2 separate regions of the Gossypium hirsutum genome follow, and region 1 is linked to region 2. Evidence: chromatin contacts called from public Hi-C data. All regions are on one chromosome and are shown on one strand. Each heading gives the region's core, a stretch centred on a gene start, on an enhancer-like site or on the middle of the called end of the contact. The rest is flanking DNA. Distances are from core to core; before and after follow the strand shown. Region 1 holds the start of LOC107903688 (TORTIFOLIA1-like protein 4). Region 2 holds the start of LOC107903689 (DExH-box ATP-dependent RNA helicase DExH15 chloroplastic).

What was found. A called contact is a pair of places that touch in the nucleus more often than the background predicts.
Region 1: a contact with region 2 is called in a Hi-C map of leaf, with 1.6 times the contacts expected there. The contact joins the promoter of LOC107903688 here to the promoter of LOC107903689 in region 2. A contact is called at or near these places in 3 of 34 Hi-C or Micro-C datasets (anther and leaf).

What each region holds. Positions count from the first base shown.
Region 1 is chrD05:48,271,393-48,276,273 of Gossypium_hirsutum_v2.1, forward strand. LOC107903688 (TORTIFOLIA1-like protein 4) reads left to right here and starts at 2,229. Exons shown (of 5, transcript XM_016829830.2): 1 at 2,229-3,337; 2 at 3,450-3,555; 3 at 3,801-4,375. The coding sequence starts at 2,522.
Region 2 is chrD05:48,117,423-48,122,552 of Gossypium_hirsutum_v2.1, forward strand. It overlaps LOC107903689 (DExH-box ATP-dependent RNA helicase DExH15 chloroplastic), which reads left to right and starts at 2,385. Exons shown (of 9, transcript XM_016829832.2): 1 at 2,385-3,027; 2 at 3,111-3,286; 3 at 3,603-3,716; 4 at 4,038-4,146; 5 at 4,231-4,317. The coding sequence starts at 2,533.

The sequences.
Region 1 (4,881 bases), core at 979-3,478, 150 kb after region 2:
ACGTGATTGGCTGTTCAAAACTTCATCTCATCACTTTATTGTACTCGTAAGTCATAAGGAGGTTTCCCATTTCATATTTTTAAATATATAATAAAGAGAAATAATAATACGAATAGATTTTAAAATTCTATTTATAAATTAATTTTTTATTATAATATAATTTCTTACATTGTAAAAGAAATTTAAATTACATAATATAAGAATGTGTTAAGAAAATAGAAAAGAGTTGAAAAAGATAGGGTTGGGATATTATTCACACAACTAGTTTTGTAAATCAACCACCATGTGCCTCTAAAATTCTCTCCCTATTGATTCCTGAATTATGAAGTTGTTGCATAAGTGCACATAATCTTAATGTAATATGTAGGTTTATAGGTAAGAATTAAATGTTAGAGGATAAGGTTGTTTGAGTTTTTTTTTTTAATTCGTAATAGATGATGGGAATTTAAGATTATGTATAATGGTATTATTTATTTAGTTGAAATTTAAGATTCGAGTGTTTAGTTGATGAAATATAAAATTATCTACAAATATGTTTTATCAAATCATCCTTGTTATAATTTTTTTAGTTATTTTATTATTTTTAATCTCAATTTTCTTTAAAAGTATGATAAATTATTATGATTTGTATATTAATAAATGAATATATGATGTTAAAATAAATTTATAAATCATAATTATAATAATTCATGAAAAGTGATTGCATTACTAGCCATAATTAATATATTAATAAATAAATTATTATAGTAAATATAATATTAGGGTTTCATTGTTAAAAGAAAAAAAGAGATATATTTTTTAATTAGTTTTAAATTTTAGGGTAACCTATACTAGTAGTCACCCAACTATTAGTAAATTTCTTTTTTGGTCATCCAATTATGAAAAGTTAATGATTTCCCCCAACTATTAGTATTTTTTTTCTCCTAACTATGAAAAGTTACAAAATGGTAGCCCCACTATTCAATTTTATCTCTTTTTTTGTCACTAGCTGGCTAACATAAAAATGGGAACGTCTAATATTTCAAGACAGTTGAGTGACCATAAAAGACAAAATTGAATAGTTGAGTGATCATTTTCTAACTTTTCATAGTTGAGTGACCAAAAAAGAAATTTACTAATAGTTGAGTGACTACTAGTGTAGTTTACCTTAAATTTTATTTGAGGGCAAAAACCTAAATTTATTAAAATAAAATTTAAAAAAAAAACAAAGGGAAAATGCTTCAAAATTTAATATTACACTTGTAATCTAAGATAACCTAAGGAATGAGCCGTAATTTGATTACACCCTATACTATGACCTCATGATACTATTTGGGAATGTAAGATTACGGGGTGACTGAAATGTTGAAAATCCAAACAACGTGGTCGTATTCTGGAATGTAACATCATAAGTCGTAATGTAATATTCGACCAGCACAACATACCCTAAGTGTAAAGGTACGGTGCTTAGAAGTTGAACTTAGAATTTGTATCAATTGAACTACATATTTAGATATAGGTGTGCGTTTGAAAATAACATGTAATAAATAATTAAAACATAATATTTGAAACTAATTAATAATAACACATTCAATATGTACAAAGTTAAAATGAAAAAATTATATTAAATTATGAATAAAACAAAATTTAGACACGTAAATACATCAGATTAAGAATATTAAATGGACTATAATTATTCATAATAATGTTGTCATCACTATTGAGTTTATGTCGAGTTACCTTATAACACCAATTCAATCCATAGCATTATTAGTATATACAATCAATGGAAGTAATAAACTGCATACGATAAAATTAAAATGTACAAAATATTTTAAGATAAGCTTTGGCGGAGCGATAAAGTTAAAGTTTTATTTATCAAAATATCATGTGTTCAAATTTTATCATATATAAATTATTCTTTAAAACCTATTTTAAAAAATAAAGTATTTTAAAATAATATTATTTATTTTAAATAAAAAAATACTTCATTATTTCTCTAATTGATTTGACATGCAGCTGTTTTATGTAACCAACTCAATTAAAAGCATTGAAACCATATAAATAATTTTTTATTTATTGTAATTGAGAAAATTAAATATTATTTTAACATTAATCTCATTATAAATTCTTATCATATTTTTTATACAATACTAAAATCACCCATAACTCCTCCATAATTCTTAAAATAGGAGGATAATACGTTTTAGTATATTTAAATCCAAGTCCTCCCGTGCTAACATCAACAAGGTTGATATCAATCTAAAACCCAATTGACAAAAAAAATATTTTTAAAAAAATATTTATTTATTTTTTTCACCAAATAATAATTTAATATGAAAACGTAAAAAGAAAAGAAGAAAATTGTAATTAATGGAAAAAGGCTCCTGCAAGCTGCATTTATTATTTTTTATGACTATAATAACTGACAACCATCGCCTCCCTTCCGCTGCCGCCATTTCCCAAAACCACCAAAACTCACCGCTTCTCTCTATTTCCCCAAAATTTATCTGAAAATACATAACTTACCGCCAAAACAACAATGTCTTTCAAGAACCGATCTCCGACGACGATTCTTCAACCGCAACCGCAGGATCTCAAACAACGCGTTTATACTTGCCTCAACAAACTCGCTGACCGCGACACTCTTGCCGTCGCTTCCGCCGAGCTCGACTCCATCGCTCGCAACCTCACTTCAGATTCCATCTCTCCCTTCCTTAACTGCCTCTACGGCACCGATTCTTCGTCCAAGTCTCCGGTTCGGAGACAATGCGTTTGCCTTTTGACGTTGTTGTCTCGTTCGCACGGCAACGCACTGTCTCCTTACCTTTCTAAGATGGTTTCCACGCTTTCACGTCGACTACGAGACCCTGACTCCGCCGTCCGATCCGCCTGTGTCGAGGCAACCGCCGCAATGTCGTCTCACATCACTAAACCTCCGTTTTCGGTTTTGTCGAAGCCGTTGATCGAAATGCTCGTTGTGGAGCAAGACGTGAACTCGCAGGTCGGAGCCGCGATGTGTTTGGCGGCGGCGATCGATGCGGCGCCGGATCCTGAGTCGGAGCAGCTTCGGAAGGTGTTACCGAAGTTAGGGAAGTTGGTTAGTAACGAAAGTTTCAAGGCGAAAGCAGCAGTGTTTGGAGTTATAGGAAGCGTCGCTAGTGTTGGCGGTGCCGGAAGTAAAGGTGTTTTGGATTGGTTGGTGCCTTGTGCGGTGGATGCTTTGAGTAGCGAAGATTGGGCAACGAGAAAGGCGGCAGCGGAGGCGTTGGGGAAAGTGGCGATGGCGGAGAAAGAGCTGACAGCGGAGTATAAATCGGCGTGTGTGGTGGCTCTAGAAAATAAGAGGTTTGATAAGGTGCATCCTTGTGTATCTTTACTCAGTAATTATTTAATAATTAATCGATTTTTCCCAAGAAGGAAAAGTAAGAAGAGTGCTTTATCCTTTTGTGAAAATTTTGCTGCTGCAGGTAAAGATTGTACGAGAAACTTTCAATCGTAGTTTGGATTTATGGAAGGAAGTTCCTGGAGTTTGTGAGGTCTCAGCTCCTTCTCAGTCTGACTCACCTTCAGTAGGTATAATAAAGAAATATTCAATTTTGTTTATATTGTTTTTTTGTGAAGTTTGGAAGTTAATCATGTCCAAACCCAGAAAATTTGGCATTAAATGGACAGCATGTTTACATTTCTTTTTAGTTTAAAAACAGGAAAATTCTATTGTCACTATTATTCTGCTGCTGTAAATTTTTATGCTCGGTGACTACTGCTGCAACTATTTCTTTTATCATTTATATGCTTTTGTGCTTTGCCCGTAGAAGCAGGTAATGGTAGCTTTGGATGCTTTCATTCAGTTACAAAAAGTGTCGATGATGCTGGTTTTAGAACTCCACAATCAAAGAAAGTAGTCCCCACAAGCAGGTCGCCTCCATTGGATGCTTCAACCGAGCCCACTGCCAAGAAAGAGACTCCCCTGAGGAGTAATAATAGGAATTGGAATATATCGGATTTCAGTAAGTTGGACCGCACAAAACCCTCTGATTGTAAGACTGAAATTGCTGAGCCGAGGAAGTCTCTGTTTTTCAAGGCCTATGATAATATCAAGAATAGTGACCTAGGAGTAATGGAGTCGAGAGAAATTGGGGACAGCGGAGATTCTAGGTTGGAGACAAAACGTATACTCTTTGCTAAGGTCTGTGATGAAAATGTTCAGAAATATGGAGGTTTGAAATCTGGGTCTCGGGTGGTTCCATTTCATGATGAGAATTTAGATTTTGATGACAAAAATGCAGCTGTAGAAGTTGATGAGAACCCCAAAGAGGTTGAAGATCTTTCTTTGATACGTGAACAGCTTGCTCAGATTGAAGACCAGCAATCCAATCTATTAAATCTCCTCCAGGTAGTTTACTGGAGCTGAATATCCTCTCTCTCTTTACGTAGGTTTTTTTTTTCAGTTTTTCACTTACCCTGGAATGCTTTTAGTGATTTCTTATCCGGAAGTTACTATTTTTGACTCTGTTTTTATTTTGGTTTTATCAGTGAATTCCTTGGCTGCTTGTCTTTGTGATATTCCCTAGTACATTATGTGATTCTTTAAAAGCCTACTAGTGCTTGCTTCTATTATTTAGCCATTCTTTGGAGGATAATTTGGGGTATTCATTCTAGAGTATATCCCAAGAATTAATTATTAATGTTTTCCTTTGTTTTAAGAAGAATAATGAATGATTAGTGTGTTCTTACGACCAAGGAAGTTGGACTTAGTATATACATTGTCTATGCAATACACTCATCTTTCTCAGAATCCTCTTCATCTTTTCTTTTACCCTTTTAGAGTACCATTTGGAGTTTATTTAAGGTGGATATAAATCCACTTTGTTCCATACTTCGGTGATGTTAAACTTTTTT
Region 2 (5,130 bases), core at 1,135-3,634:
TGAAATTGATTTTGTGACCCATTATGTCATGAACTAGCATATTGATCACCTACGGCATTATTTAGTTTGATTTTGGGTATAATACTCACCTTGTTGATTTTGTGATATGTTATGTTTAGCCAAACTAACCAACAATGTGGTAGTTTAACATATTTAATTGAAATAAGGTAAGTTTTTTTTTAATGCCTATGAACTTACTAAGTATCGTATATGCTTACCTCGTTGCTTTCCCTTTTTCCTTGTAGATCAGCACCCTATGGAACGTATCAAGTCGGATCAACTGGAAGCTCACACTATCCTATTACTGAATCGATAGTTTTTTTATCATTTTGAGTCAGGGTTGTGTCATGTATATAGGTGCCATGGTATATACTTAAATGTATAAAAATCTTGATAAATTAGTATCTTGTGATGAATATGGTACATAATGATGATTTCAAACGTTGGACATGGTATGTTTGATTTTCATGCTTGAATTATGTGTTAAATAGATGGTTATCTACTTCATGTTTAAAATCATGAAAGTTGTCATGTTGAACTGTACATGTATGCATATGTGAGTTAAGTTAAACATGATTAACATAGTTGAATGGATCACTTGGGATCAAACATGTTTGAATGATGGTTGATGAATAATGTAGTCTAATTTGGATAGTTGATTGTTATATTTTGAAGCTTATAAGACATTGATGTGCATAATATGCCAAAGTGTGTATAAATGAAATGAAATAGTGTGTTTCAATATGGTAAAAGATAAGTAAAGTTTGGTATTGGATGACTGATTTGGTATGCTTTAAAGACATTAAAATGTTTAAGTTCAATTGATTGTTTAAGTAATGAATAACTTGTTGAAAAGTTGAGTATGAGTATTAAGCTCATTTGGTATGATTTTGGCATGTTTTGAATCAGGTAAAGTAAATGTTTTATGCATAAATTGGTATGCTTGGTGGAAAGTTTGAAATAGGTACCAAATGACTCAATTTTTTTTATCAAAAACAGAGTTCACGCCTTGACGAGCAACTCTTCTCATCGCAATGTTGACCGACAATAAGTGACGTCGAGTGGCTTGGCGTTGTGATGTGACAAATTGTTTGGCGATGTCGCGACGTGGAAGTGATGACATCATGACGTTGGCCCTGAAATTTTGAAACTTTGCAATTGGTCCTATTGCGTTCTCGAGTCAACAAAAAACTATCATAAGCTCGGTTAAGACTTGTTTTGATTGTTTATCCATAAATGAATATGTTTAGCATTTAATTACACGTGCATGTAAATATTTTTCTATAAATTGACTGTAGTTGCTCCAACAGCGACTATAGCACCTTGTAGCTTGGACCCGACAACTGGGTCAAGCGAGGGGTGTTACAGATAACTAGTGAGTCAATATTTGCTTTTATTTTGCTTTGCGTGCAAAAACATTGAGGACAATATACAAGGGTACCAATGTAATTTATAAATATTTTTATTAAACCAAATTGTTTGAAAAATACAAGTATACAAAACGAATATATTACACTTGGGGCACTAGATCCAACAATTACTTTTTTTATTAGTTCATTTACTCACTTGCTGATCACCTAGCCCTTTTAATGAATTATTGTTTCACTAATTCACTTATTACTATTGGCATCAATAGTCTCTTATTGAATCTTCTTCTATTAATCTATCACTACTTGCACTTATCATCAATGCCATTTTATTCCTATCTTTTTTAGCTTACATTGAAATTTTACTTCCAATTATCAATAATTGTAACATTTAGCCCTTAGTAAATTCTAGAAAAATTCATTTGGATACTCGGGATTTCAACCAAACACTATACACTAATTTGCACTAAAGGTGTAACCAACCTTACACCAAATCACTTAAGGTCCTCACTATGAACTTAAGTGTTATGCTATATGGCATAAATATCTGTCTTCACACTAAACACTATCTTCAACACAAAGCGTGCACATCCTTATTAGTATGCTAATTGTACCCTCACTATTTCACTAAGTTTACTAGAGCATTGCACTTACTTATCACATTTTCAAAATCTATATTGTACATCGTTACCACACAATAACTCATGTACACATAATTACATACACATTTCTAATATTGTTTGTTTTAAAAGCCATTTATGATTATTCGTTTATCAAGTATTACTTTGTGCATTTCACTGGTTCACCTATCAACTTTATGGACACTTCACTTTGCTCATAATCATCATTGCAATTTACTCATTCATTTATTTTGAAATGATCTGATAGAAAAATATAATTTTAAAAATTAAAAAAAGATAAAATATTAAATGGAGCGCTTTTTTTTTTTGGTGAAGTTGGGAAGCGAAAAAATCCTCATACAAAAAAAATCTAGTGTAACGCTGGCTGAAGTAGACAACGAAACGAAGCAAAGATATTCTGTAATTTATATAACAAAATAAATATTCAAACCGCCGCCGGTTCAATTTTGTATTGGTTGGTATCCAAATGGATTGTCCAGTGGTGTAAGTAACTCGGTCTACAATACCGCTGAGCAACTCCCGCCATGAACACTCTCTCAATCCTCACCCTTCCTTCTCTTTTCCGACAAGCCAAACACTCCCAATTCCCTCACTTCCGCTCCATTTCTCAATCCCTACCTTTCCCTCGCCCCACTTCCATCCTCTCTCCGCTTTCTTTTCGTCTCTCTTTCAAATCCCCTCGCTCTCCCTTCTCCGCTGAGCCCCAACTCTCTGACGAGGAACTCGAAGATGACGAAGACGACGATGATTTTGAAGCTGCTGATGAATACGACGAATACGAAGACGTTTCCGGTGAAGTTTCCAATGATGTCCGACCGAGCGAAGACGAAGATGAAGACTATACCGAAAACGAAAACGAAAACGAAAAAGAAATCTCAGTGGATTCATCCAACTGGCAGATAGAATCCACTTGGCAACGAGTTGAAAAGCTTTGTAATCTAGTTAAGGAATTGGGGGAGGAAATGATTGACGTCGATGCACTCGCTGATATTTACGATTTTCGCATTGATAAATTTCAGGTTCCTTATTTTTAATATGTTCTTTAAAGATAAAAAAGAAGAAGAATTTGAAGTTCTAATGATCTTGCCCTTGTATTTTGAAGAGAATGGCGATAGAAGCATTTTTAAGGGGTTCGTCTGTGGTGGTTTCAGCGCCCACCAGCAGCGGAAAGACTTTAATTGCGGAAGCTGCTGCCGTGGCGACGGTAGCCAGGAGAAGGAGGTTATTCTATACAACTCCGCTTAAGGCATTATCCAATCAGAAGTTTCGACAGTTTAGGTAATTAGAGCTATTTTCTTCCCCTCTCAACATGCATAATGAATTATAATTTTCGTTTTCTATTACCTTTTTCAAATAATTTTAAGTTTCGTTAGTTTGTCAGTGGTTTTGGGTTGAAACATGCTATTAATGCATTAAATTTTAAAATTTAAACCTCACCATAATTGTGGAGTTCATATGGCCTCCAGGCTCCAAATAACTTTCAAGGCGCCCTGCCACTATGAATAGTGGCATTGGGTCATGCTTACATTGTAGTGCAAATAATTATAGGTGATATGAACCCTTCGAGCTGATATAGTGATCTTTGTTGTTTTAGGGAGACATTTGGGGATAATAATGTTGGCCTTCTCACAGGAGATTCTGCTGTCAACAAGGATGCTCAGATTTTAGTCTTGACTACAGAGATTCTGCGGAACATGCTGTATAATAGGTACATCGGATAACAGTTTCAGGAATTTCATGGTATGAATGGTGGAAGAAATGTACTTGGTATTTCCAAAGCATAAGCATGACATTTGTGCAGCTTTGATGTGAATGGCACCAAGTATCTAGTGCATATTAATTAGTCACTGTATTATATACTTTTATGTATTAAGTATGGTATATCACTTTGCAACTTGTGGTAGCAGTTTCTACGTTCATCTAGGTATTTCATGTTTCAATTTCAAGTTGCAACCTCCATAAGTTTCCTTCTTAATGTTCTTGTTAATTGGTAATATTAAGCATGTTGGTTTTGGATTTGTTGATGCAGTGTTGGAATGGCTTCTTCTGGGAGTGGTCTTTTTCATGTTGATGTGATTGTTCTTGATGAGGTTCATTATTTAAGTGACATATCTCGGGGTACTGTGTGGGAGGAGATTGTGAGTTTATCTGATTTTTGAATCTCATTTATATCTAGAATGTCAAATGCAATACATTTTCACCAAGTTCTGAAATATTTTCAGGTGATTTATTGCCCTAAAGAAGTTCAACTTATAAGCCTGTCAGCGACAGTTGCAAATCCAGATGAGCTAGCTGGTTGGATTGGTCAGGTAGCGTTCCTTGTCTTATTATATCATATGTTCCAGCACTGATATTAGTTCAAATGTTTGAGAGTTGTCATCTACTGTCTGTATCTTTCCTTGCTTTTGTTTGTCTGCTCTACCTCTTGGGTTCACAAACTCAAAATGGATGTTCTGGTGAAGTGTTTATGCCTTAATCTCGATATTGGAGTTGAAGTGTTACTACTTTTCTGCATTTTGGCTTTTCCTCCATGATGAAATTTATTGCTTTTTTCTACTGCTTGTTACACTTCTTGATGTACCTTTTTTCACATGGCTTGATTACTAAAAAAAGATCATGTGCAATATATTGTCTGGTCAAGCATGATCTCATGGGGCTTGAGTTGATGTCTCAGTGTATTAATTTGCTGGGCTTGGCATCCTGTGCCAAGATGAGCTTTGTCAGAAGTGCATATGCTCTAGTCTTAGTTTTGTAATTTTGATGTTTCACCAAGCATGTAATATTGGTTGTGGACTCCATTGAGTTAAACTTGTTTTATTTATTTATATTTTGGGTGAAGGCGGATTTGAACCTAGTGCTGTGCCAAATGTTTTGGGTAAATTTGTTTTTCTTGAGGAAAATTCAGCCTTTATTTCTTTATAAGTGTTATCTCCATGAGCAAGAATGCTGTTTTCAACTCATCCATATTTTTGAATGTCCTTGGTCTTGGGTTTCAGGTAATCTTCTGCTTTTGGGATTTCTCATTTAGTAAATGCCTAAATGGTATTGGGGCCAGTTCCTATATAGTAAATTCTTAAATTTGCATCTTTGTTGTCTTGGTTTGACTCATCTATGGGAAACTG